2 separate regions of the Gossypium hirsutum genome follow, and region 2 is linked to region 1. Evidence: chromatin contacts called from public Hi-C data. All regions are on one chromosome and are shown on one strand. Each heading gives the region's core, a stretch centred on a gene start, on an enhancer-like site or on the middle of the called end of the contact. The rest is flanking DNA. Distances are from core to core; before and after follow the strand shown. Region 1 holds the start of LOC107909965 (THO complex subunit 2). Region 2 holds the start of LOC107909957 (putative clathrin assembly protein At1g25240).

Region 1 (2,951 bases), core at 27-2,526:
ACCCAAATAATGGAGTACAGAAACTCACCTGCTATCTTTTGTCCTCACCAGCTTAGCTTTTTCAAACGCCATACCTCATTCGTCTTGGAAGCTAAGCACGACAACCCATATGCCAATTAAACCGGCGATATTCAAACTTAAAAATCCAGAATCCAGTATCAATCAAAAGTTTTCTCAAAGATTTCAAAATTCCTTACTTCTCTATTTTCTCAAATTCACAAATACAAAAAGATTAAGAAGCTTACCAGCTCACCGGATTATCTACTTTTCGGGCTTAAACCTCACGATCACTGCCTCATGCAGAGCTTTCCTCAACTTTCTCTTCTTCGGAGCAACCAAAGAAGACAATGCAGAAGAGAAGAAAATAAAACAAAAATGAGAAGAATTCTACCTGTAAATATATATGGCCTCTTTCCACGCATGGTCACCAAAGCCCCAAATAACCATCCATCAATAATCATTATGCCTCCCACTAAGGAACCAGCTGGTTCCAACTTAACTAAACTAAAATTGAGATCTAACTATTTACCATTTAGCCACTAGAATTTCCAGATTTTTCAGTAGAGTCCAGCGAACCTACAAATTCTTTCAATTAACTCCCAATCTTTCTTGATTTTAAGACTTAATTAAAACTGGGTGTGACATGTGGACTGTTGGAAGATAAGTATTTACGTTTTGTCCCAATCTAACACCCTTAATCTAAGGGATTTGGCACGATCAATTGGATCCAATCCTTAAGATATATTTCTCCAAATGAATTGATCTTCATTGACGGGCTCGAATAATTCCATAATATTAGCATAACCCAAATATTTTGTTATAATAAATTGTCAACTCCAAATATAGCAAGTAGTAATCTATCGTAGTGGTGATAAAAATGAGCACTTTCATTTATACATAGCAACCACTTAAAATACTTACCTTAACATTGAGGAATGTATTCTATAAATGGTGTTACACAAAACATTACAAGATTTTAAATTAGTGTAACGAGGTTATGTAATAGCACAAACATTAACAGTAATAATTAAAGTAAAAAGGTAGCTTATTGTATAATCACTCAAAATATTACGTAAGTTTTACGAAATTGTGTAACTTGATAATGTGTTTTACACAAAATATTACTATATCTGATGTAATAAGGTAATATTTTGTGTAATAAAAACCTTGAAATTTTAAACCGGATTATGGCCTGACCCGGCCATAAACTCTGAGTTGAGACTTACAGCTCAATATGATGTGTATGGTTTAAGCAGGGTTTGGATCGAGCCGGGCTATGGTGATGCAGCCCAAACAATAAGAAGTCCTAAACCGGACGAATCATTATCATCTCGGAAATCCATTCCTCAAAACCATAACACACAGATCAATCATATTCTTCATTCATATCACGGAAACCCTAAGAAGACCCTCTCGTTTTTATTTTGGTTTCTCATCATTCACATCCCCCATGAAAAGCCCATTTAATTACCTTCCAGCCACTCCCGTATCCCTCCTCTTTCTCTCTGCGATCTCAAACCCCAACCCTTTCCTTTAATCTCTAGGGTTTGTGGAAAACAAAAATTAAAAATAAAGGAAAAGAACACAAAAAAGAACAGAAATGTCTCTCCCTCCTATAGAGTGTATATACGTGACAGAGGAAATCATTCGCGAGAGCAAAAATGGAAACTCTAACTTCTCATTCTCTTCACCTGTTCCCATGCTTCGCTTTCTCTACGAGCTCTCCTGGGCCATGGTATTTGCTTTTCTTTTTTGGGGTCAGTTTGTTAAATTTTTATGTGTGTATATTCTTTTAGTTGAGAATTTGTTACTGCCGTTTGATAGGTGCGCGGGGAATTGCCATTCCAGAAGTGTAAAGCGGTCTTGGATGCCGTAGAGTTTACAGAGAGAGTGTCGGAGGATGAGTTTGCCTCCTGCTTTGCTGATATCGTCACGCAAATGGCTCAAGACGTGAGTTTTTCTTTTTGCCGAAGATAAATTGAAGCATTTTTAATAAGTAGGTAGAAATAGGGAAAAAATTGAAGGTGGAGACTTGCTTTTGTTTTAGTTAGCAAATGCAACTAAGGAGTTTTTCTATCCAACTTGGATCATTGTTGAATCCACTCTTCATTGTTTCTAAGCATATTTAGAATGGCGGGTCAGTTATATTGTAATTCTAAAGCTTGAGTCCTTAATTTTGTTTAGTTGAGGATTAAACATGGGTGAATTCAAGTTTACTCAAGAAATGCTCCTGGATAGAGAAAAAGTGTTAGTATGATTCATTAAGCAGACCCCACAAAAGGAAAACTTTATGCTCTTCTTTAATTTCTGTGCTAAGGTTTTATAGGTCACAACAATGCTTTTCCTTGCTATTGCCTATGGTTTTGCTACTGTCACATTTTCGCTAAAGTGGTATCTATTTTTCAACTTATCTTGTTAGGCCAACTCTAATCCTAATTGAAAATTCTTAGAATATAAGGGTCTATCTGTTTCATGGAAAACTGTTGTTAGAAAATATAGAGAACCCCTTGATGAATCTACCTGTCTACGATGTATCTATTCCTTTCTTATTATGTACCTTCTTTTGACTATTGCACTATGCATTATTTAGTAACTGCATGAATCCCCTTCTGGAAAATAGAACTTTTATTTAAAAATTGAAGCTTTCTGTTATTTGGATAATTTTGACTGTTTTTCAGATGCATTTATATAGAAAAGGATTGATCTCCAAACTTAAGGGGCCATATTTTTTTGTTTGTTTTAACTTTTAATATTAGGGGGTCCTTTTTTTGCATTGGTTCTAGAAGGGATCAGTTCCCATAAAAATTAAAAAAAATAATATAAAAACTTTATTATTAAAAGAAAGCACTATTTTAAAATTTTGAAATCATTGATTTGTGTTTTCACACATTAAATAATTTTATTGTAATTACTTTTACATATTAACACACAAAAAAAAAAACATAAAATAG
Region 2 (3,262 bases), core at 712-3,211, 830 kb before region 1:
TTAGCAATTATCTATAAATTATCATTAACAGCTGAAGAAAGATAACTTATCAGTGATTTAATTGTTGATGGCCGTCGGTTGGCTACCGGTTTCACCACCAACTTGTGGTTGTGACTTTTTCTCTGTTGATCCATCTATTATATAGATAAGATTACGATTTAAAAAAAAAATTCAATGTCATATGGAACACACCTTAAGCTTACGGTGAATCCCCCCTAGTACTACTATCCAAAAACATCACAGATAATGGGGAAGTTGAGAGAATGATATCAAATGGGGACAAATATAGAGAAGGAACAATCCGGATCTAACCCCTTTTTTTCTTTATAATAAAGTAATCCAAAAAGAATTGATTGAATGTTGTTGAGATCAAAGCTAGAAACCAAATGAAGGAATGTTCCAACTGCTAAAAGCTAATTAAATCTGGTAGCTCATAAGGATTATAAACAGGTAAATTGTTAATGGGTACAAGAGGTAGTAGTAGATGATCTTTACCAGCATCATCTTCTGCTACTATTTTGGTTTCATTAGAGAAACCATACTGTTGTTCATCGTTTTCCTCGAAAACCACCCATTTGTCTGTAATTATCGTCCTCAAAGTTCCCCTTGTGTATTCTTCCACAACTGCTGTCATTTCCATTTGGTTCATTTCCTCGAAACCCTCCTTGTAATTGATCGTCTTCTCTGGAACTGAAACCCCATTCATTATCCTCTCAAGTTCTTCAACGTCTTCATCAGGGATCCGAGTAACGGTGGGGAGTTCGGTGGCGTTTAGGACGCCATATTCCTTGCAGAACTCGAAGAAGAGAGAAAGCTCTTCACTCTGTTTCATTGCCTTTTGAAGAACCCTAAGCGCCATTGCCGCTTCATGTTTGCTTACGGAATATATTTTCAACAAAATCTTGGCAATCTCGTTGCAGATTATACCGTAAACATCGTATATCTCAATGATCACACAATCCATGGCTTCCATAATCAGCCTAACCTTCATATTCTCCGCTCGAGGCCTAATTTGAAGCAACAAATCAAGCAAAGATTGCCATTTCTCCAATTTCAAAAGCTGTTGCACCAACAACAAACGCTCCTCGACTTTGTTGTTGTTGTTCTGATTATCTTGCTCTAAAAAAATGGCAGCTCTTTGATCTAGAAACGCAAAGTACTCACGGATGATACTATTGAAACCCCAGGTTTTGCTGGGCTTGGAATGTCCATCGCTGAAAGTGGAAAGATCAAAGGGTAAACGCTGCATCATTTGAACCACTGGTGCCTTACAATGGAAAATGCCATGCATGAGCATCAACCCTTTAATGGCCACCACCCAACTCCGAGTCTTCTCCATCCTCCTAGACAAGGCCCATATAAGAGGACCTAGGCTAACGGGCGACGCTCGAATCCACGAAAACACAACCTGCGCACTCCTTTTATCAATGTGTAATTCATCGTGACTTGTGGCCTTTATAATGGCAGCCTCAAGTTCAGGGTTCCTAAAGGAATTCCTTCTGGAAATATAGACCACCACTATGCTGTTCTTATCTTTGACAGCACCAACGGCCCTCTTCCATAGCTTCATGTTTCTTCGACCTCAACCCTCCGTCGCCCTTACAAAGCAGCGGGTTTGTCAGAGGTGGTCCTGAAGCCCCTCTTTTTGTTTTTGTTTTTTTCTTAATACAAAATTTTGCTTCAACAAACCCAAAACCGACGGCCTACGACTGGATAGAAAACTAAGCTGTGATTTAGCCATGTCTGCCTGTATTTGCCATTTGTTAGCATATATCTTCGGACAAGTTTATAGTTGTTTCTCTTTACGCATTTCTATTTTGGGAACAAATGGCTAATTTCATAGACTATGATTAGATGTTAAAAAATAAAAATAAAAATCACTTGCATGTGAATTATCTGGTTGGAACTTGCTAAACTCGGTGTTGTACAAAAAAAAAAAAAAGGAAGTTAAATTTCAACTGTGTATACATGAATTATGAAATTGGTGAAGTGGTGTTAAAAATGCTTACTTGACATAAGAAATTTTGAACAAACATGGATGATAATATAATGATGATCATACTAGAGTACATGTATATACATTGCAAACATACATTCAAGCATGTACACGTACATTCAAGCAAAAAAATCCAGTAATACTACTACTATCAATATTATCAGTACATGTAACACCACACAAAAACAAGTTAAACACAATTTTCAAACTGGTTTCTTCTTTTCTCCCTCTCCGCAATGGCAAATAACATCATTTCCATGCGAACACCCACAAAAGTCAGTCACCTGTCCGACTCCTACCAATTCACAATCCGTACACTAATCTATCCATACCCTTTCTTTCGTATATTCACAACACACGGTTCTGCTGCTATTAATCCAGTCTACACTTATTGCAACTATATGATCCTATCCTCTTCCTGTGATTGAACAAAAATTGTTTTAAGCGTGTGAACAACATTAACAGAAGAGGTTCAATGGCGTAGGCAAAACATACCACTTCTGGATTTCTAAACTTCAGCTATGTGGTGGAGACCCGAGCTCCGAATCACATACTGAAGTGTATGTAGATACTGTATCTTCCTTTGATATGGCCACAAAGTTTATAGGTGCTGTAGACAACCTTCTCATTTCCTTGAAGTAGCCATTTTGACGCCCCAAATATGAACGTGGTGTAAGTAGCTCGGGAGTTGCTCCACCCACCGAGTTCCGACGAGGTGTACTGGGAGTCATGGATCCATTTCCATTTGCTCGATAACCATTTGTCTTTCTGAAGCTGTTACTTTTCCTTGGACTAGGTTTTGACCCATAAATGGCTTCTCTCTCTGTCAGGAGCAGATCTTGAATCTTCTTTTGGTCCTGCAAAATGGAATAGAAAAGATATTGTTTTTATGCATGTATAAGTCGTAGAGATCAATGCACACATTCAATATATGGCCTGCTTGGAAATGCCATTCATCATATAAAAAGTCGCTTTAAGCAAGTTGAAAAGGAGATGAGAAAAGAAAGGAAAATGGACAAGGTACCAAAGGGCTAAAAGGTTCAGATAACTCGGCAATAATATTTGCAGAAGCAAAAAACATATTAAAATTACCCTGCATCTCTTCTTTTCCTCCTCTCTTTGTTTCCTTGTCAGCTTGTAGTCCTCCAGTATCGACACCAGTCGCTCCTATATGCATACAAGTATGTCATGTTTAGGAACAAGCTTATTCAGAAACAATTCCAAACGACAATGATTGTGCAAGTTTACAGAACTACTGACCCCATC

What was found. A called contact is a pair of places that touch in the nucleus more often than the background predicts.
Region 2: a Hi-C map of leaf shows a contact between it and region 1, with 2.1 times the contacts expected there. The contact joins the promoter of LOC107909957 here to the promoter of LOC107909965 in region 1. A contact is called at or near these places in 2 of 34 Hi-C or Micro-C datasets (both in leaf).

Annotation. Positions count from the first base shown.
Region 1 is chrD02:49,759,338-49,762,288 of Gossypium_hirsutum_v2.1, reverse strand. It overlaps LOC107909965 (THO complex subunit 2), which reads left to right and starts at 1,276. Exons shown (of 34, transcript XM_041089366.1): 1 at 1,276-1,735; 2 at 1,825-1,950. The coding sequence starts at 1,601.
Region 2 is chrD02:50,585,356-50,588,617 of Gossypium_hirsutum_v2.1, reverse strand. LOC107909957 (putative clathrin assembly protein At1g25240) reads right to left here and starts at 1,961. Exons shown (of 3, transcript XM_016837672.2): 1 at 496-1,961; 2 at 47-134. The coding sequence starts at 1,570. The coding sequence ends at 58. LOC107909955 (65-kDa microtubule-associated protein 6) reads right to left here. Exons shown (of 12, transcript XM_016837669.2): 9 at 3,257-3,262; 10 at 3,089-3,163; 11 at 2,492-2,853; 12 at 2,115-2,414. The coding sequence ends at 2,512.